Linked DNA regions of Mus musculus: all the other regions are linked to region 4. The links are chromatin contacts, called in public HiChIP or PLAC-seq maps. All regions are on one chromosome and are shown on one strand. Each heading gives the region's core, a stretch centred on a gene start, on an enhancer-like site or on the middle of the called end of the contact. The rest is flanking DNA. Distances are from core to core; before and after follow the strand shown. Region 1 overlaps G630018N14Rik (a long non-coding RNA gene). Region 2 overlaps G630018N14Rik (a long non-coding RNA gene). Region 3 has its middle 68 kb from the start of 4930401O12Rik. Region 4 holds the start of Foxq1 (forkhead box Q1).

The links. HiChIP or PLAC-seq counts read pairs in DNA pulled down with a chosen protein or histone mark.
Region 1: an HNF4G HiChIP or PLAC-seq map of pancreatic cancer cells shows a contact between it and region 4. The contact joins the enhancer-like site here to the promoter of Foxq1 in region 4. A contact is called at or near these places in 5 of 39 promoter capture datasets (embryonic stem cells, hippocampal neurons, liver and 1 more), 5 of 484 Hi-C or Micro-C datasets (the AML12 cell line, Sertoli cells, gonadal supporting cells and 2 more), 13 of 115 datasets of contacts at active chromatin or transcription factors (bone marrow-derived macrophages, embryonic forebrain, embryonic stem cells and 8 more) and 5 of 9 other capture datasets (adipose tissue, embryonic stem cells, liver and 2 more).
Region 2: an H3K4me3 HiChIP or PLAC-seq map of intestinal villus epithelium shows a contact between it and region 4, with 9 times the contacts expected there. The contact joins the enhancer-like site here to the promoter of Foxq1 in region 4. A contact is called at or near these places in 5 of 39 promoter capture datasets (the 3T3-L1 cell line, embryonic stem cells, hippocampal neurons and 2 more), 1 of 15 datasets of contacts at CTCF or cohesin (the NIH/3T3 cell line), 8 of 484 Hi-C or Micro-C datasets (the AML12 cell line, cerebral cortex, cochlea and 4 more), 8 of 115 datasets of contacts at active chromatin or transcription factors (bone marrow-derived macrophages, embryonic forebrain, embryonic stem cells and 5 more) and 3 of 9 other capture datasets (adipose tissue, embryonic stem cells and liver).
Region 3: a contact with region 4 is called in a FOXA1 HiChIP or PLAC-seq map of pancreatic cancer cells. The contact joins the enhancer-like site here to the promoter of Foxq1 in region 4. A contact is called at or near these places in 6 of 39 promoter capture datasets (embryonic stem cells, hippocampal neurons, liver and 1 more), 1 of 484 Hi-C or Micro-C datasets (gonadal supporting cells), 9 of 115 datasets of contacts at active chromatin or transcription factors (craniofacial prominence, embryonic forebrain, embryonic stem cells and 5 more) and 2 of 9 other capture datasets (liver and pancreatic islet).

What each region holds. Positions count from the first base shown.
Region 1 is chr13:31,325,470-31,330,366 of GRCm38.p6, reverse strand. The region is part of intron 9 of G630018N14Rik (a long non-coding RNA gene); the gene reads left to right. Among named protein-coding and RNA genes, the nearest start is that of G630018N14Rik, 81 kb to the left of the region's middle. Within about 2 kb of position 2,471, at least 43 of the 459 cell types and tissues checked have an H3K27ac peak or open chromatin away from gene starts, as enhancers often do. A contact at or near this core is called in the AML12 cell line, extraembryonic endoderm stem cells, intestinal crypt epithelium and 2 more, where this site is marked.
Region 2 is chr13:31,366,707-31,371,150 of GRCm38.p6, reverse strand. It overlaps G630018N14Rik (a long non-coding RNA gene), which reads left to right. Exons shown (of 10, transcript XR_003950526.1): 5 at 1-3,681. Among named protein-coding and RNA genes, the nearest start is that of G630018N14Rik, 40 kb to the left of the region's middle. Within about 2 kb of position 1,765, at least 10 of the 459 cell types and tissues checked have an H3K27ac peak or open chromatin away from gene starts, as enhancers often do. A contact at or near this core is called in intestinal villus epithelium, where this site is marked.
Region 3 is chr13:31,306,877-31,311,348 of GRCm38.p6, reverse strand. No RefSeq gene overlaps it. Among named protein-coding and RNA genes, the nearest start is that of 4930401O12Rik, 68 kb to the right of the region's middle. Within about 2 kb of position 2,263, at least 33 of the 459 cell types and tissues checked have an H3K27ac peak or open chromatin away from gene starts, as enhancers often do. A contact at or near this core is called in extraembryonic endoderm stem cells, liver and pancreatic cancer cells, where this site is marked.
Region 4 is chr13:31,555,246-31,559,998 of GRCm38.p6, reverse strand. Foxq1 (forkhead box Q1) reads right to left here and starts at 1,829. Exons shown (of 1, transcript NM_008239.4): 1 at 1-1,829. The coding sequence starts at 1,082.

The DNA of each region.
Region 1 (4,897 bases), core at 1,222-3,721, 230 kb after region 4:
TTATAGGTGCTTCTGGCTGTTTTGAGGAGGGAAAGGGGCTGGTGGTTTCCTGAATCTCATTGTCTGGCATGAACAACCCAAGTTCCCACGTAGCTTATCTCTGTCCATTCTCGATAGGACTAGAGTCAAGATATTTTTCTTTCTTTTCTTTTCCATCTTGTTTATTTGGGTTTCTTGAGACAGCCTCTCACTATGTCCCCCAGACTGGCTTGGAACTTACCATCTTTCTGCCTCTTCTTCTAGGGTGAGACATGGGCCCCTGGTCTTTTCCCTTTCACCTGAATGGTATGCCCTCTATTTACTGGTGGGTAAGAACCGTGGCTTAGACTTGTTATACTTCATTAAGCAAGGTCTGAGAGGGCACTCCTGGGGAATGGGACATTGATACAGTGTGGGCCCCTGCTTTTTCTGGTCAGGATTGGTTTACCCAGCTCAGGTAACAGGATGGAGCTAAGCAGACTCTCTCCTCATTTAAGTCTCCTGGGAAGCAGGCATTGATGAGCCAAGGTGAGTCCATCTTATGTGCTCTCACTTCTGGTTTTAGGACCCAGCATGGAAATAGAGAACAAATCTGGAATCCACTGTGAGCCGTGATCTTAGGCAGTGAGTGATCCTAGGTAGCTGTGGACAGTTTCTTCATCTCTGATGTGAGAGGAGCCGAGATGAGCACCTGCTGGCATCGTGAGGGTTAAATGGCTTTACCTACCTCTCAGGTTTTATATACTGCTCTTTATACGGCACGTGGTCCCAATGCCTGGGTGGGGTTTGCATTCACTTCCATTTTGTCTTTGCTTTGTTGTTTTGGTTGGTTGGTGTGATTCTTATTTTCATTGAATATCCAGATAGTTTAGGTTATATAGTCCGTCATACCCAGTCATTTCTTCTCAGTTTATTACCCCCTTTTAATTTTGCTTTCTTGTTATGTTTTGCTTTGAGACAAGGTCTCATTATGTATCCCTGTCTGGCTTGGGACTTGTTATATGGATCAGTCTGGCCTCGAACTCACAGTGATCTGCCTTGCCTCTGCCCCCTGAGTGCTATAACTAAAGGCAGGTACCACACACTTGGCGATATCCCCTTCACCTCAGCACATGCCTTCCTTCAGATCCCTCTAGAGGGCTAACCATTTCAACTTTATTCAGGTCTTACTTTTTCCAGGGCTTGTCCCTGCTTTAGCACTGTCTGAGGCCCCCTTTTGCCTTCTACTCCTCCACCCTCAGACTCTGTTCCTGGAATTGTTCCAGAGATGCCACACGGTGAAGGTCACGGCCTGTGAACCAAATGCTGTTCACAGGTACATGACTGAAATGCAAGCTAAAATCTGCTGCCAACGCAAACACAGTTAGAAAACTTCCAGCATTCAGTGCTCCTGGCTTCTCCGAAAGGTAATAAAACCTGACCATCCTGGGTCTGTGCCGTGCAAGATGCCAATACGTGGGAGCTCAAAGTTTACCCTGCCTCTTCACAACCCGGGAGCCTCCACCCTACTTCCTGGTGGCCTTTCTGTTGCCTCTGACCTGGATCCAAGAGTCACTGCATCTTGTGGTGTCTACTTTAGAGCAAGTCAACCCAGGAGTCGCAGAGGAAACAGAGCAGCATCTTGTAGTGTGAAGAACCAGCTCCCATTCTGTATTTAACCATCTGTCTTGTCTTTTATCCGGTGGTGCTGAGACGGGGATCCTTGGAGCGAAGTGCAGTGCAGACACTTGATGAGCTTCCGGTCGTCCCTGTTCAATCACGTGGGGCTTTCCAGGATCACTGTGTTGCCGAATGGCATAAGATGAGGTGCCAGATCTCTCTATGAGAGCTTTTTTTTTTTTTTTTTGGTTTTTCAAGACAGGGTTTCTCTGTGTAGCCGTGGCTGTCCTGGAACTCACTCTGTAGACCAGTCTGGCCTCGAACTCAGAAATCTGCCTGCCTCTGCCTCTGCCTCTGCCTCTGCCTCTGCCTCTGCCTCTGCCTCTGCCTCTGCCTCTGCCTCTCTGCCTCTCTGCCTTTCTGCCTCTGCCTCTGCCTCTCTGCCCCTCTGCCTCTCTGCCTCTGCCTCTGCCTCTGCCTCTGCCTCTGCCTCTGCCTCTGCCTCTGCCTCTGCCTCTGCCTCTGCCTCTGCCTCTGCCTCTGCCTCTGCCTCTGCCTCTCTGCCTCTGCCTCTCTGCCTCTGCCTCTCTGCCTCTGCCTCTCTGCCTCTGCCTCTCTGCCTCTGCCTCTCTGCCTCTGCCTCTCTGCCTCTGCCTCTCTGCCTCTCTGCCTCTGCCTCTCTCTGCCTCTGCCTCTGCCTCCCAAGTGCTGGGATTAAAGGCGTGCGCCACCACCGCCCGGCTTCTATGAGAGTTTTTGCTGGTGGTGTTGGCAGTTAGGACACTAACAAGCCAGGACTCTGGGCAAACCTTGCTGCTTTCACCCCAGGAGGAAATGCAAAACAGCACAAAGCACTGACTTTCTCTCTCCCTCTTGCTGCCTTCCCAGCCAATGGAAGAAGGTTCTTCCTACATACTTACTGCCATGCTGGCTTCCACAACAAAGGGCCTCACACACCTATCTGTGGCCCACAGGCTGGCACGGCGCCAGGATAAATAAAGGCCGTGATTTTTCTTATTAATCATAAACACACCGTCTCTCTTTCTATTGTTCTGTAGCCTGGTTCACACCCTATAGAATTGTATTCCGTTCCTACAGCCCTGACATGCCCTAAGCTACAGTTGACATTGATTCAATGGCTCCTAAAAGGTGCTATCTGTTCCCTTGTGTCTACAAGGAGCCCTCTGACTCCTTTGCCACAGTGGTGACTCAGACCTTCGGAGAGCAGGGCACAGCAAGGTCACACGCCACCAGGGAAGGGATTCTGAACTCAGCAAATACACCGTGGTTCGGGGGTGGGGTGGGGTGGGGTGGGGAGGGTGGTTTGGGGTGGGGGGTAGTGGAGTGGTGGGGTGGGCCTGAGTGTCTTCTCTCTTTCTTTGGTGACTAAACTCAGGATACATCTTAGTGGAGAGTCACTCTCGTGTATGAACCCTGCTAGCTTCATCTTGTGTCTACTCCAAGAGGCCCTTTGAAGGGCCCCTTTTGATACAACAGGCTTGAGGCACTCCTGGACTAGCCTACGGTCAGCAAAGCAAAGAATTTTGATGACCGGGTTAAAGAGATCTCACCGGCATAACTCACCAGAAGCACACTACAGGAATGTCCAGTCCAGGCTTGTGTGTGTGTCCCAGGATAGCCCAACACAGATGGGGATGACAGTGCCATGTGTATTATCAAAAGGGTGGACAGCAGCCACCATTTAAGAAAGAAGTCCCGCTGAATGTAGCTTTGTTCAACTAGCCACAAATGTGGGTAGGGAAGAAAATTACAATAACGTAGACGTGTCCAAAGTAAACCCAAAAGGTTGTAAAGTTTTAAAAGTCCACCGAATTGTGCTCACATCTTAATTAGAAAGCAAATGCTGGCACATCTCTTCCGAGGAGTTAAACGGTTTGAATTATGGATGAGACGGATTCCTTCAAGCTGAGCCTCTCATTTGGACACTCATGGAACCGGGCAATGACACAGCCATAAGAAGCTGCAGCTGATCACCAGACACCCCTGTGCTTCTCCCACTTCTGAAACTCGAGTGGGCCCCTGAGATAAGAATGAGAATGTCTGTCTCCTGTCACTTTCATCTGGAGGCCCTGTGATGACGCCTGCATCTTGTTTCTTCCCCCAACAGTGGAGGCCACGTGCCAAGCTGTAAGTACGATGGCCACTCACCCTACATTCAGCTGGGGCAATAAAAGCAATGAGAGTTAATTATGTCAAAATTCGCAGGGTTTATTTGTCAATGGAGTGGGGCCTCCTCCGTTCTGCTCGGCCCTGTCACACACTGAAAGCAGAAAAAACTTTCCCCCTGATAAGTTAGTAATAAATCTTTGACCGATTTTATGGTTACTGCCAAACAGTTCCAAAACCGGAAAATTCTGTTTATTTTAGTTTCAGTAGTCGATGTGGAAAATTACTGGAAGCAATAACTTAATCTAACGAAGTGTTGTCTGTGAGAGGGGGCATGGCTTGTAGATGCTTCCCTGAAGAATCTTCTCTCCCTCTGACTCCTCCCATTTAGGTCTATGCTTTCCCTGCTTTTCATGTCCGCAGAGTGAGAAAAAAATAGATATTTTGGAAACATAGTCATTGTGCTCCCATTTCTTTCTTTTACTTTGTTTAAAAATGCATATCAATGACCAGCAAGATGCGTCAGCAGATCAAAGCGCTGCTCCAACCCCGATCATCTGAGCTTGATGGAAGGATGAGGCCTGAATCCAGAAACTTGCTCTCCTCCCTCCATACTCAGGCTATGGCACCTGCGTGTACCCCCTGACTCCAAATCACAAACACACACACCATACATATACAGACTCAGTGTTAATAATAAATTAAATTAAAATTAAAATATGTGTTTGAAGAGTTCAATGTGGCAATCCAGGCGAGGGAAGTCACAGACCCTGAGACTCACTGGTTGGGCGGCTCAGAAGGGTGAGCAGGAGAGCAGCGTGGGATGCTGAGAAACTGGTAGCACTGGTTGCACACAGGAGCCTGAGAAAATAAGGACATACACTGAATACAGTGGGTCTGGAGGTTTTCTGGACATTGATATGCACCGTGGAGGTCCTCTAAGTTGATGATGAAAGTGGAAACTCATCACCTAGTCTTGGAACCACATCTTTCACTGCTGAGATATACAAATATCAATTGTCTCAGCCCTCAGCAACATGCTGTCCAAGTCTATGGCCTGGAGAGTGGTCTATGGCACCAAGAAGAGGATTCTCGGAGGTTCAGGCAATCATGAAGTTGCCTGAGGACCCTGGAGAGATGGCTGCTTCCAGATGGGGATTAGAATATTCCAAGTCCGGATGGGCATGTTTTT
Region 2 (4,444 bases), core at 516-3,015, 190 kb after region 4:
ATCCAGTACCCTTGGTGCCCTGGGAGGTGCGGTTTTGTTCACTGTTTATTTTTCCTCTCGAGTGTGTAATCACCTCAGGTAGTTATGTTATGGTGACAACAGAGACATTTGTAGCTGAGCTCCTACAAGTTCCCACAGGCAGCTCTGGTGGTCATAAATCTTGATGCCATGTGACGTCTCTTTTGCATCCAGGGACAGGATAATTCCACTTACCCCACCTCTGGTAAAAGGACATTCCTGGAAGCAGCCAGCACACAGGCATGGTCGCCAGCTTTCCTGCCCCTTCAAGGAAGAAATTGGCTTTAAATTAACCCCAAATTCGTTTGTTGTAGAAAAATCCATTGGGCTTAGAAATGATCTCTTGTTTCCAAATATAAATAGCATCTATTTAACAGATGACTTTATTTATTTATTTTAATATTTAATGCCTAATGAGCACCAAATTGGTTAAGTTAAAAGCAACTGAGTCCTGAGAAATGAACTCTGCCAGGCTGTGTTCTGGAGTGAGAAGCCATTGTTCATTGGGTGTTGTGGGTTTGTTGTTGTTGTTGTTGTTGTTGTTGTTGTTGTTATTTACTGTGTGTTTATCTCTGCCAATCACAGACTGATCTCCTCTTCCTGCCTTCCCTGCTTTTTTTCCCCTCAAATTTGGCTTCACCCACTTTCTCTTTTAAAAAAACATTTTTCCTAGCGACTACATTCCAGTATGTCACCTCATAAAGTTCCTCTGGGTGTGCCCTTTTAAAAAATGAATGCTCAAATAAGCAAACCTCTGAAGGTCACACGTACGCAGACACGTGGACACAGCATGCACACACCCAGAAACACAGACACCCAGAGTCAGGACACTCCAAGAACCCTCAAACTAGGAAATTTAAGAGTTCTGAGTTCTGCTCCAGTTTTGAACCATGGTTTCCAGAGAGGTTAAAATACCACTCTGTCCCCGCATAAAGTAAATGCTAATGCTAATATTGCTTCAAAGGAAAGACTGTTTCTTCTTAAGTGGCTGTGCACATTGTAACTCCGGGAGCTCTATTCTTAGAAGATCTAGGTGGTGTTGGGCATATTCTTTTATAGAATAATGGGGTGTTTATGTTACACAGTCCCATTGTGAGATCAATCAGTCCCTGCCAGGGTTTATAAACATTGTCTGCAGGTGGTCCTGGCAGAGCATCCCAGAAGACAACACTTTATTGTCTGGAAACAGGCCTGCATAGCCCAGAGCAACAGGCCCAGTGCTGTGGACAAAGCTTTGAGCTGGCCAGAAGGTAACTGATGGAGTCACAACAAGCAATTCTTAGCTCCTTCCCCAGGGCCTCCTGAGCAATGGACTTCTGAGAACCAAGAACTTGAGGCCTACCAGAGAGGGAGAACTGGCCCAGCCACTCACACTCTGACAGCCTTTCTCTTTGCTTTGTAGCTCCTCCCTCCTCCCCTAATTTTTCTTTCAGGAAGAAGGTGAATTTTGCAGGGTTCTCTTCAGCTGTATTTTTTCCAGTTGCATTGGTTTGTTTGTTTGTTTTTTAAAATATCAAAAGTGAATAGGGAAGTGTAGTTGTGATGGCTTCATATTCTTTTTAGATTTCCCAGAAAACACACAAGAGGTTATTCCTTCACACTTAACCTCCAGCACCACCTGGTGAAAATTTAAACCAGGCTACTACGTGCTATTCAAGAATAAAGGCAAAGCAAATGGGGTCACAAAAAGCATGCATACTTAGGAGGACAGCCATCTCTGTACCTTGCCCTCTCCTTTCCGTTTGCTCAGCACTAGCTTCAGGCCTCTTGATCATGTGACCTGAGAAGCAAAAGTCCTCTGAGGTTGGGACTCAGGAGATAATAGCGTCGAGGGCCACCTTTCCTTAAACCTCCCAGCTTACCTTCAGCTTCTCTGGTCAAGGGAGTCCTTTGTCCACCAAAGAGGTCTGTCTAGATAGGCTCTCAATGTCTTTCCACTTCCCATGGTCTATGATTCCGTACTTCATACCTTAGGCTACTGCATGCCTCTGGTTTAGAATTGGCTTCTACCCAAGACTATGCTATTGGCCCAGGGAAAATAAATATGGCTGGGGCCTATGCAGTCAGGACTTTGCTTTGCATAGTTTTAGGGCTATGCGTGCTGTCTTTGTATCTCACAGTTAAGACCCCACCAGCAGAAATTCATTTTCAAAGAGGGGTGTTAAAAGATGTGGTATTATTCAGAAAAGAATGATCTGCTGAGGGAGACTGTTGTTTTGATTCCTCTATAATTTATCTTTCAACAGATGGCAGCCTGGAGAAGAAGCAATAAACTATGGCTTGCAAATGTCAGGGCGTTGATTCCCAAGGGTGGTGTCCAGACCGTCCTTGATGAGGAACTATTGTCAAACATGAATACTTTAGAGCCTGACTGATTGTTTCTTACCTCTGAACACCCAGTCTACAGAAACTAAATAAGTGCTGTTAGTTTGGGTCTCAGCTGTTCCCCAGGGACTGACATCCCCAACCTGAGGTGCTCTTGTAATGGGATAGAACCTTTAGTGTGCAGAGCTGAGGTGTAGGAAGTCATGTCACTGGAGAGACCCTGCCATCTCCTCAATCCTTCCTTGCTCATTGCCCACCATGAAGTGAGTGGCTTCCTTCCCTACCTACTCCCGCCATGACATTCTGGCCTGTTGCAGGCCTAAAGCAAAAGTCTAAGCAGCAAGTACATGGAATGACACCCTAAAAAACAGCATGCTGGTTGGCTTGTGTCAATTAGACACAAACCTAGACATTTTGGGGGGAATAGACTCTTAATTGAGGAAATGCCTTCATACAAGTGGCCTGTAGGCAAGTTTGTAAGACATTTTCTTGAGATTCACATACCCATTGTGGGTACTACCATTCCTGAAATGGTAGCCCTGATCGTATAAGAAAGCAGGCAGAGGAAGCTGGGATAAGCAAGTCAGTAAGGCAGTGTTCCTTCATGGGTTATGCTTCAGAGCCTGCCTTGCGTTCCTGCCCTAACTCCCTTTGATGATCGACTGTGATACAAAAGTGTAAGTGAAATAAACATTTTCCTCCATAAGTTGATTTTGGCCCTGGTGCTTTATCACAGCAGTAGAAAGCTTAACTAAACAATGGTAAGTGGATCACCTCAGGTATTTCTGTTACCACTTGGAAAACAACAAGCAGAAGTACTCGGACCTTCTCTTGAATATCTGAATTAAACTGGGGAGGAGAAACCTACCTTATTTAAACCAACCATACTAGACACGGAGGTCAGTAATTAACCTGAAGGGTGTTTAAGGCTGGCTAGTGGTGTTCTGAGATCTTCTCCTTGGGTCACCTTATGTAGAGTCAAGAAGTACCTTTGAGTAATCCTTTCCTGTATGGGCATTGTGCTAGGAGAATAGGTAAAGGCCCTCCTGGGTTTTGACTGGTTAAATTCTGGTGTTTGAGTACTTGTGCTGAAGGCCTGAGACCTAAACTTTCATCTTGTGTCTTATTGTCACCAAGTTTTATTGAACCTTCTCCATAGTTTTCGATAGATCTTTGGACCATTTATGCCAGGGGTTGAATGGGAGTCCTTAACATGGCTTGTGTCTTCTTTCTATGAACTTTTGGCTTTGGCTTACCTCTGACTTGTCTTCCAAGGTTCATGTGCTGGTGGCTTAGTCTCCACTGGAACACTGCAGAAAGCTGGAAGGACGTTAACAGGTACTGTCACGTTGTGGTTAGTAGAGGGCGAGGGTCACCATGCTCAGAGAGCATTCATGCCAACTGATGTCTTGGTAGTGGATTATGTACCTCAGAAGCAAAAAAAAATTTGTACACACACCCACTTGTCTGCCACATGCTGCTGAGTGGATCTTTGCCAATGTGCCTCTTTGGACTTTCCAGGTCCTAGGATCATGAGCCATACAACCCAACTTTGTTATTTACACCTTCTGGGGTATTGTGCTGTTAGACACTTTGTTATTGCTGTTTTTTTTTTTTGTTGTTGTTGTTTTATTGTTTTGTTGTTGTTGTTGTTGTTGTTGTTGTTGTACAGGTATTTAGGCTCATTTTTATTGCTGCTCATCTGACAGGAGAGATGATGCATCAGCTTTGCTGACTCATCCCCCAGGAAATAATCCTCTATATACTTAAGTAAGAGCTCTTGCACTCATGTCTTCCTGTCTTTGCCCTGGACTGACTGACCTGGACATTTGCTGGCCTTTAGACTATCATTTTTCATTTTTTCTATTTTGTCTTTTATGGTGGCAATCCCTCTCTGGTCTGCTGGCTGAAAGACAGTGGGCTCATGGGCTCTAGGGAGCTAGAAATACAGTCTAAGTAGACCTTTCCACATATCTTTTCTGGAGAGAATTCAGAGGACAACGAGAGTAAAATGTGTGCTTGGGAGGTCTGTCACATAGTGGCACAAATGCGGTCAGATGTTGGGGGATGGGAGACTTGACGCGTGCCCCATTTGTGTGGG
Region 3 (4,472 bases), core at 1,014-3,513, 250 kb after region 4:
TCTGTAAGAGCATCAAGTCTCCTTAACTGCTGAGTCATCTCTCCAACCCCGCTATTGTAGCGAATTCACTAGAAACAGTTACTCAGAACCTTTGACACATTGTTCTTAAAAAACAAAACAAAAAAGCTGCAGACTGATTAAGCTTCAGACACTGTCTTAGTCGGGGTTTCTATTACTGAGAAGGAGAGACACTGCACCATGGCAACTCATATAAAGGAAAACACTCAACTAGGGCTGCCTTACACTTTCAGAGGTTTAGTCCATTATCATCACGGCAGGAAGCACTGGTACATAGGCAGACATGGTACTAGAGAAGTAGCTGAGGGTTCTACATCCTGGCCCTTGGCAAGCAGGAAGAAGGAGTTACTGGGCCTAGCTTGGATTTTTGAAAGCCCAACGCTCACCTACAATGACATTCTTCCTCTAATAAGGGCACACCTATTTCAACAAGGCCACAACTCCTAATCCTTTTCAAGTGGGGACTAAGCAGTCACATATATGAGTCTATGGGGGCCTTCTTATTCAAACCTGATTAGATCCTGCCTGTTGCAGCAAGTAAATGACAATGAGAACCCTAGCATAGTTTACCCCACACAGGGGTTGGTACAAATGGATGCTTATAAGTACCCAGCCCTTTTCTCTTTCCTCAGTCAGAAACAGTCTCCTTGAATTCATTCTTGTTGACTCTGACTATGTGACACGTACTTCGAGGAGTCTCCTAATTTCCCTCAAATCTTGTAATATTCTTCCATTTTCATAGTTGGGCTGATTTTCCCCCCTGGCATAAAAGAACTTGTGCTCTAGGGTGTGACACTGAGGGAGACGCCTTTCCTTTGGGAGAAATGAGGATGTTACCAGTTGCTTTGGGTTTGATCTTCTCCACCCATGAAGGAAGGAGGTGAGGCTCACTCTCTCCATGAGGCCCAGGCTCAGAGGCCTGAGGAGCCAGCACCCACAGAGAGAGAAGCAAAAGTAACCATGAGGTGAAGAAGAGCAGGGCTGGTACACACCACAGAGGTGGAGCACAAACTCTGTTTTGTTCTTCCTCCATGTAACGCTGTGGCATGCTTGTTACCTACTGACTAGTTTTTCTGCTGTAAGAGCCATCCAAATTATTAAAGATTGGAATTATTCTGAGAAAAATGTGCTATTTTCATTTTGGGAATTACAAGCAAACCTTCATGGCCTTCAAACTGTTATTTTCACTCCCATTAAATGCATGAAAATGCCCACAGAAGAATCAACTCCATCAGGTCTGTGGTCCCTGGAATTGTTTTATGACAGCACCAGGCAGGTATCAGTCACTCTTTCCTTACATCTCTTCCTTCCTGCTGTCCCTGGAACGAAGCAAAACCTAGAGCCTGACAAACAGAACAGAGAGCTAGAAAAGAAACAAGACACAGGTCTTGCTATCATGGGACACTGCCAAAGGCCAAGCTGGGTCATGAGGGATACACTATTCTGGTGCCATCTGCCCTGTGCACACTATCCTGCTTGGGCATTGCTTTTGTATCTTAAGGCATTGGTGGGATTTTCTGTTATCAATGACCAACAAACAGGGAGACAGCCCTAGTTTTCATCTGGGAGCAAGAGAGGGCTGCTTGTAATTTTCATTAAACAGGCTTCAAATGATACTAATTTATCTAAGCTTAGTTTTCCATGATCAATTGCACAGTTAGAAAAGCGCTTCTGTTTGTTTCTCAGGTTCACAGATAATCACTTCACGCAGGAGATGGGACCCATTTGAAACAGACCATTCAAGGTCCAAGTGTGTTCCTGGGCAGTGGGCCAACCCTTTCTCTGAGTATCTTTCTCCCTGGCTTGAGTTCCCCCTAGGTGAGGCAGATGGGGCCCACTCCTTCCTGGTTACAAAGGGGCATCTTGTCAGAAAGCAAAGCCTGACTTTTGCTTCATATATTTAAAACCCAACCCTTTGCTCCACTGGACTTCAACTGCCCTGCTCCGTGTGGGTGGAGGGAAATCACAGATTCCGCTGTCCTGTGTGTCAAGGGAGGTTTGTTTATCTTACTTGTAAAATCAACAGACCTGTGACTTCCTGCCAAGGACTGCATTCTGTGACAAGAAAGCCAGGCTGATAAAAGTAATTGTTCTGGAAAATATGCTAACAATGCACCTGTACCTCCTCTTCGCTGTCACGAGGCCACCTGGCACTCGTGGTAGGGAGGTTTGGGGTGCAGGTGACTGTACTGCTCAGGAGCCAGGCATGGGAACTGCAGAGCGAACAGACATATTGTGTATTCTAGAGAAGTGTCACAGGCTGGCCCAGGACCTAAGACCCAACAATGGCAGGGTCATCCAACTGCAGTTCTAAGCAAGGCAGCAAATCACTTGTCTCCTGGGAACACTCAGCATTTAGCTCAGAGCAGCAGAGGACTTTACTTTCACAGGATTCCAAGGCAGCCAAGGAAACACCTGGAGCTGCTAAGGCTGGAGTCTCCTCATTCCTGCAGAGCATGGCTTGTCCCTTTGGGAATCACCCTTGGAAACAGTTGCTGTTTCATCCCAGGATGGCATCAGTAGAGGGAGGGAAACTCACTGCTGATTTATCCATGGCATTCTCTATGTCTGCTGCTTGATAGTTCTCAATAGGGGTTAATACGTTCACTAAGGTTCTAGTCACATTCAAGGCAAGCGATAGGAGGTAGTTCTGTATGACATTAGGAATGGGAGTCGTGGTGTTCAGAGAACAAACAGCGCACTCAGCGGCTCTCTGTTGTTTAGCAAGCAGGTTAGTGTAAACTTTGTAATGATTTAGGTTAGGACTTTCTGTCTGCCACTTCCATGTTCCCAGTATTCTTCCCTATACAAGTTGCATGCCACAACTCATCACTGGAACACACATGACATGTCTCCAGGTAATTATATGGAGAAAAAAAAAAAGAGACAGGAACTAACCAAAGTCTGAGCGATGGAAACTCTTTCCCTCCTTGCACACCACAGAGGCTGCAGAGAAGGCAGCAGGCTAGTCACAGCTGGGACCACTGATTACAGGGTGGCATGGGTAAGAAAATGCCGCAGAGATAAATGCTTCCTGGTAAGAGACCAAATGCCAAGGATCCAGAGGAAAGAACTGATCAGAGTGTGATGTCATCACCTAGCCTGTGGACTGGCCCGAGAACAAGACTATGAAACCAAACCAAAGGCCAACCTGCCAAGGTCCATTTTCTCACGTGGGAACAAGGAAAACTCCACTAATTCAAAATCATCATGGGTATGTATACTCAACATAATTCATATTTCTCAAACAACCAAGTTTTCAGAAAAAAAAAAACATGAATATCTTTTTGACTGCAGGTCTTGCGGTCATGCATTCTCATTCAATGGAAAAGCTTGAGCCTTTGCAGGCCACATACTAGCCTCTTTTCTGCCAGTGTTGCTCCAGGACTGGGATTATACAGGCTCTGAGACCTATATAGACCCATTAGTTTAAGAATACTCAAGTATGTGGCCAAAGCTCCACCTCCTATTGCTTTCAATTAAGATACCGATCCTTGATAGAATCACAACATGGAGTCCAACTCTTCATAGACTCCAAGAATGCAACTCATAGGTCTGGTCACACCACCTTCTAAGAAGTTGGATGAAATAACCATCACCAGTTTACTGGGGTGACCAATTCTGAGGCCAAAGTCATCTAAGAAAATATGTACTCAAAATCATGATGCCAGGGCCCTTGTAACACAGATCAAAGAGTCACAAAGGGGTATATCTCATAATCTGCCCATGGCCACAACATTCCAGCAGTAAGAGGCTCTGTGGACATCCATGTATATGTGCATGGACATCATCTGCAGTGACTAACTCATGGGTGCAGGCGTCTACCTACAGATAAACAGATGCACAAAATGTGGTGCATGCATGCAATGGAATATTAATCAGCCTTTAAAAAGAAGGATTCTGGCACATACCATGACACAAATGTACCTTGAAGGCATTCCAATCAGAGAAATAAGCCAATCACCAAAGGACAAATACTGTGTGGTCCCACTCATACGAGCCATCCACAGTGACTAAACTCATGGAGGAAGAGGGAAATGGTGATGGCTGGGGCAGAGAAAGGAGAGTGGAGAGTTGGTGTTTAAGGGGAACAGTGTTTCCATTTGGGAAGATGCAAGGTTCTGCAGGTGGGGGTTGCTGATGAATGAGCGACGGCGTGAGCATGCTTCACGCTAGTGAACTCCATATTTGTAAGGACAGGGGCTCTCAGTACAAGCAGATATAACATTTTTAAAGCCCAAGAAGTTCTTCAATGGTTAACCTTATTCATGCCCAGCTATGTTGTCTCAGAAGTAGGGGATGTTGGTAGGTGAAAGACAAACCCGTGTTCAGCCTTTGTTATAACTTAGAATTTGAATGCTTCCAAATAGACCTTTGTTGGTGTCTCAGTCTCCAGCCCACGAGACCTGAGAAGAGATGGTAGAACCTTTAGGAGGTGGACCCTAGTGAAGCTG
Region 4 (4,753 bases), core at 580-3,079:
GGACCTCGGAATGGCTTGGCTGGAGCCGCGGTGGAGAGGGGCGCCAGCAGAAGGGGCGCCGCGGGCTGCACCTCGGTCCCGCGCGACGCCAGCAGCGTAGGCTCGCTTGCGCCGTAAGCACAGAGCGGTAGCAGAGCGCCACCGGGCGCCGCGGGAAGGAGCGCGGGATAGGCGCGCAGCGGCGGGCAGGGAGCGGCGCCCCAGGGTAGCTGCACCCCCAGAGCCGAGTCGCCGTCGCGGCGGCTGCGAAAAGGCTTGCTGAGAATGCTGTCGATGGCGAAGGAGCTGGAGAACTTGCTCGCAGGGCTGGAGCGCTCCTCCTGGCGAGCCGGCGAGCGCGCGATCGGGGAGGAGCGGGCGGCGGGCGCGGGCTGCGGGGTCCCGGCAGGTCCGGGTGGGGCTTCCTCCGGCCGCAGCCCGGACGCGGAGACTGTGGTCCGGTGGCTGAGGCGCTTGCGGCGGCGGCGGAAGACCCCGTCGGCGAAGGTGTATTCGCTGTTGGGGTTGAGCATCCAGTAGTTGTCCTTGCCCCAGGGCCGCGAGGGGTCGCGCAGCACCTTGACGAAACAGTCGTTGAGCGAGAGGTTGTGGCGCACGGAGTTGCGCCAGCCCGTGTAGCTGCCCCGGAAAAAGGGGAACTTGCCCATGAGGTACTCGTTGATCTCGGCCAGTGTCAGGCGTCCGCCCGCGGAGTCGCGGATGGCCATGGCGATGAGAGCGATGTAGGAGTATGGGGGCTTGGGCCGCCGCGTGTACGGCTTGCTGCGCGCGCCCTCGCCGCCGCCCACGCCGCCCGCGCACGGCCCTGCCGCGGAGGCCTGCGTTCTGCTGTCATCAGTTGCCTCCGGACCGTCTTGGGCGCTCGGCCCGCCACTCGAATTCCTCTCGCCGCCGCCACCTTCCAGATCCCCGGCGCCGCTGCCCGCCGCCGGGCTGTTGGCTGCACAGTCCCCGTCTGAGCCTAAGGAGTCGTCACCAGCCGCGGACAGTGGAGATGGCACGTCGCTGCTGCCGGCCCCCTCCAGATCGCTGCCCATTTTGTCCCCGTGGGCTGCGCGTGGGACGAACACCTCCAATTTCATGCCGGCGCTGGTGCTTCCAGTCCGGCACAGTTACCCCTTTCCTGCGAGGTCGTAGGAAGCGAGTGGCGCCCGGAGTGGCGATCCCGTGGCCCGCTGAGTCTGTCTTCTCCTGGGAGGGACCGCTCCTGCGTCTTTCCGAGAGAGACGCTTTTCCGAAAGGTTCTCCTCCGCTGGGATTTTTTTTGGGAGGGGTTTTGATTGTTGGGTGAAGTGAGGAGTGGAGTGATAGAAGTTGGTGCAGTGCTGTCCTTACTCCGAGGTTTAGAGACTTTGAGCGGAAGACAAGCGAGGAATGAGGGGCCACCCTGCGAAGCGGGGGCCAGGACACACCAGCCTTAGGATTTCGTGCTGGGAGGACCGAGCCGGCGCTTATGCTATCGGTCTGGGCGTCCAAAAGTGTTCCTTCGCTGGATGTCTAGGTCTCAGGCACCGACCTGACGTCTGCTGGCGCACCCGCTACTTTTGAGGATAGGACGTCTTCAGCCTCGAGAGCCCATAGAAAGGAGTCTTCGAGGCCGCCGCACCCGCAGCCGCCTTGCCACCCCCGGCTTCCCGGGCAGCATGTCCGCGCTGGCCGGCCGCAGCAGAATCTCGCCTCCACCTTCGGTCCGGCCCAATATAACCCTGCGGCGGCTCCGCGCGGGCGGGGCCTGGGCGCCCACGGCCAGGGGGTGGGGGAACTAGGTGGCCGAGGTGGCCGCGGCTCCCCCCAAGGCGTTCATCAGGCCGAGGCCACGCGGCGGCGCGGCCACAGAGTCTCCGCGGGCGCAGGTTGTTTGTTTTGGGTCTGGCCGGCCCCGCCCTTTCGGTCTCGCCAATGGGGAGCGAGCGCACGGCTAGGGTGTGCGCGCGAGTGTGCGCGCCTGTGCGGCTGCCCCGCCCGCCCCGCTGCGCAGGTAGGAGCTTCTGGCTTCCCGCGGCCACCGAGTGGGTTTCTGCGCCCCCCGGACTCACCAAGACGATTGCTCTCCTATACCTGGTAGAGCTGACACTTTTTGGACGCTCCAGAGAGACACCTAAAAGGGCTTAGGCCGAGGGACTGGTTGCATAGGTCTGGCCGCCGTCCTGAGCTGCGCGCTGCGTGCAGCCTGCGGATTTTTTTGGCAAGGAGAGCCAATATTCTTAGGAAAGGAAATCCCTGGTGATAATTGAATCGCTGAACTGCAGACACCCCGTGGAACAGCCTTTGCATTGACCTCTTTCGTGCCCTTCCTCTTACTTCCTCTCTATGGCCAACTTTACCCCTTGTAACAAGTAAAAACCACGAGCTTGAAATTCTATGATTCTTTTTGGTTGATCGTGCCTCTTGTTTCTTAGCCGGCTTCCGACTTTCACTTTTATTTTGTCATACCTGGCTGGAGGCTCTGGGGGGAAGGAGGCAACGCCCCATACTTTTACCGGGAGGCCGCTTTGCAAGAGAGGTGCCCGGCTCTGCCTGCCTTGAGTCCCTTCCGAAGTCTTGTGACGTGGGCTTTGCCCACAGCCATGCAGTGCCCGGGTCTAGCAATCAACAAGAATCACGGGAGGATGTGTGTTCCTTGGGGCATGAGGCAAAGGCAAGGCGTGTTTATCGCTATTTGTCTGCAACTGTGCTCTAGAACTTGCCTTGGCTTTAGTGGCACGGGTGTCAAACAGGAAAGGAGGCCTCTTCTGCAACTCCTCCGACTCCCTGACAACTCTGTGTCAGTTCTCCAAGGAAAGGGGCCTTGCACTAGGAAGGGTGCACTTTTGACCCTATGCCTACCACGCCAGCTTCCTCCTTCTTCCTGCTTTTGTTGCGAATAATGTTGAGGCTGCGACTATGTGGGAGAGCATGTTTGAAGTTTATTTTATTACTTTCCACCATTTGTGTGGAAAGCATACACAAGCTTCTCTTCTCTTAAGTCAAGAAGCCGTAAAGGCGCTCAGAATGCAGTGGGCATCTTGACAGCCAGCAGGAATCTGATGTTTTGTAGTATGCAGGGAGTAACTGTTTACCACGTGGTGCGTTCCTCCAGCCTCGAAAAACAGCCTCTTTCAAGGGGTTCCTCTTAGCTCCTGCCCGCAAATGGATGGTCCCTAGGTCCTGGCCAGGGGAGTGCGTTGGGATGAGAATTAGCCCAGTGCAAGGTGACAAAGCATTGATTTGGCCAGGGATAAAAGACATTGTTAATGAAGGTTGTCCTTATTTGAACTCAGCGTGCCTGTTTTATGGAGGAGATACATTTAGGAGGGTTAAGACTCAATAGGCAATAGGCAATAGGGAGATTCCAGGCCTAGGAACACCAGTGGCTGCTAATCCACTCACTGCCAGTCCACCTCACTGCCAGTCCCGCACTTCATCCGTCACCACCTCTCACTAGCTGCAGCAGATACTCTCCTTACCTTGATCTTGGTTAGGCGAGGAAATGCCTATTCCTCGTCCCTATTAAGCTGACTGTTGGGTTTGGAGCTTGTGATGGGGGAGGAGAGGAGGATGGAGAATTCTCAGCTGGGGTGAGGGTGGGGCAACTCTTTCTACTTTGAGAGTTCTTTGGGAGGTTGGAATGGCTAGGTAAGATACTACCCATGGACCACTACGACGACTTCGGAGAGGAAGACCCCAGGAGGAAAATGGCTGGGTCCAGCTATCTGGGAAGGGGAAGAGGAACCTGGGAACTAGGATACAGACTCCATCAAGATGGAGTCTTGTCTTTATTTCTTGGCTGTATATCCTATTCTTGCCCCATCGATACCATGTGCTGAGAAAAAAGTTTGTCTTAAGTTAAAAATCACAAATAAAACTCTTCTATGCGGTTGCAGTTGATTTGACTGTTTTGAGCTGATGTTTTGTGTCTGGAGAATTCATTCACCTTCTATGGATGATAAAGGAAAACAGCAAGAAGAGAAGAAGAAAGATGTCTGTTTTCCGAATCTCTATCCCCACACCCTTGAGGTTGGGGTTTCCAAGTTTAAAAGAACAGACACCAACTCCTCGTCCCCAATCTCCAGTTTCTTCACAAATTCCCCCCCCCCCCCATTTTTTTTGATGATGTCTCCTTTAGCTTTGTCTTTGGGGATTCTGATAATTGATGGATTGATAAGTGCCTGTGGGTGGTGCCTGACCAAGTAGCTGAGGTTGCGAAAGGCTTACTAGCTACTTCTCTTGCCCTTTAATTTTCAGGGAGATGAGTAGCTGAGCTATGTGGAGGAAACACTCAGATCTCTGTGACCTTCTTTCCTCCCTGAAGTGGGTTTTATGAAGAGAGAAGTGAAGCTGTGGACGGCAACAGAAACTTACCTGTGGACACTGTTCTTTTCTTAGTGGGGTAGTGTTTTCCTGCCCCGTTCCTAAACATTAATCTAGAAAAGAAAGAAACTAATCTGTCTCAGGTGACTGTGTAGACTAGAATAGACTCCTATCGGAAATGCTGACAACGTGTTCTATATATTAGACTAATGAACATACTTGTAGTAAGAAGACCATAGAACCGTCCAAATGTCTTCTCTCTTCACCATCTTTAGGCATGCCACCCTGCCTCTTGTATTCTATGAGCCCCACTGTCTAGAAGTTGGGTTCACTTAGCTCAGTAATTCTTCTGGTTTGGTGGATCCTCAAGCCAGCAGTATGGAAATGGCTGGGTGTCTTTCCTTATTAACCTTTGGCAGTAGTCAATTGGATCTGAAGGGAAAGGAAACTGGAAACAGCCTCC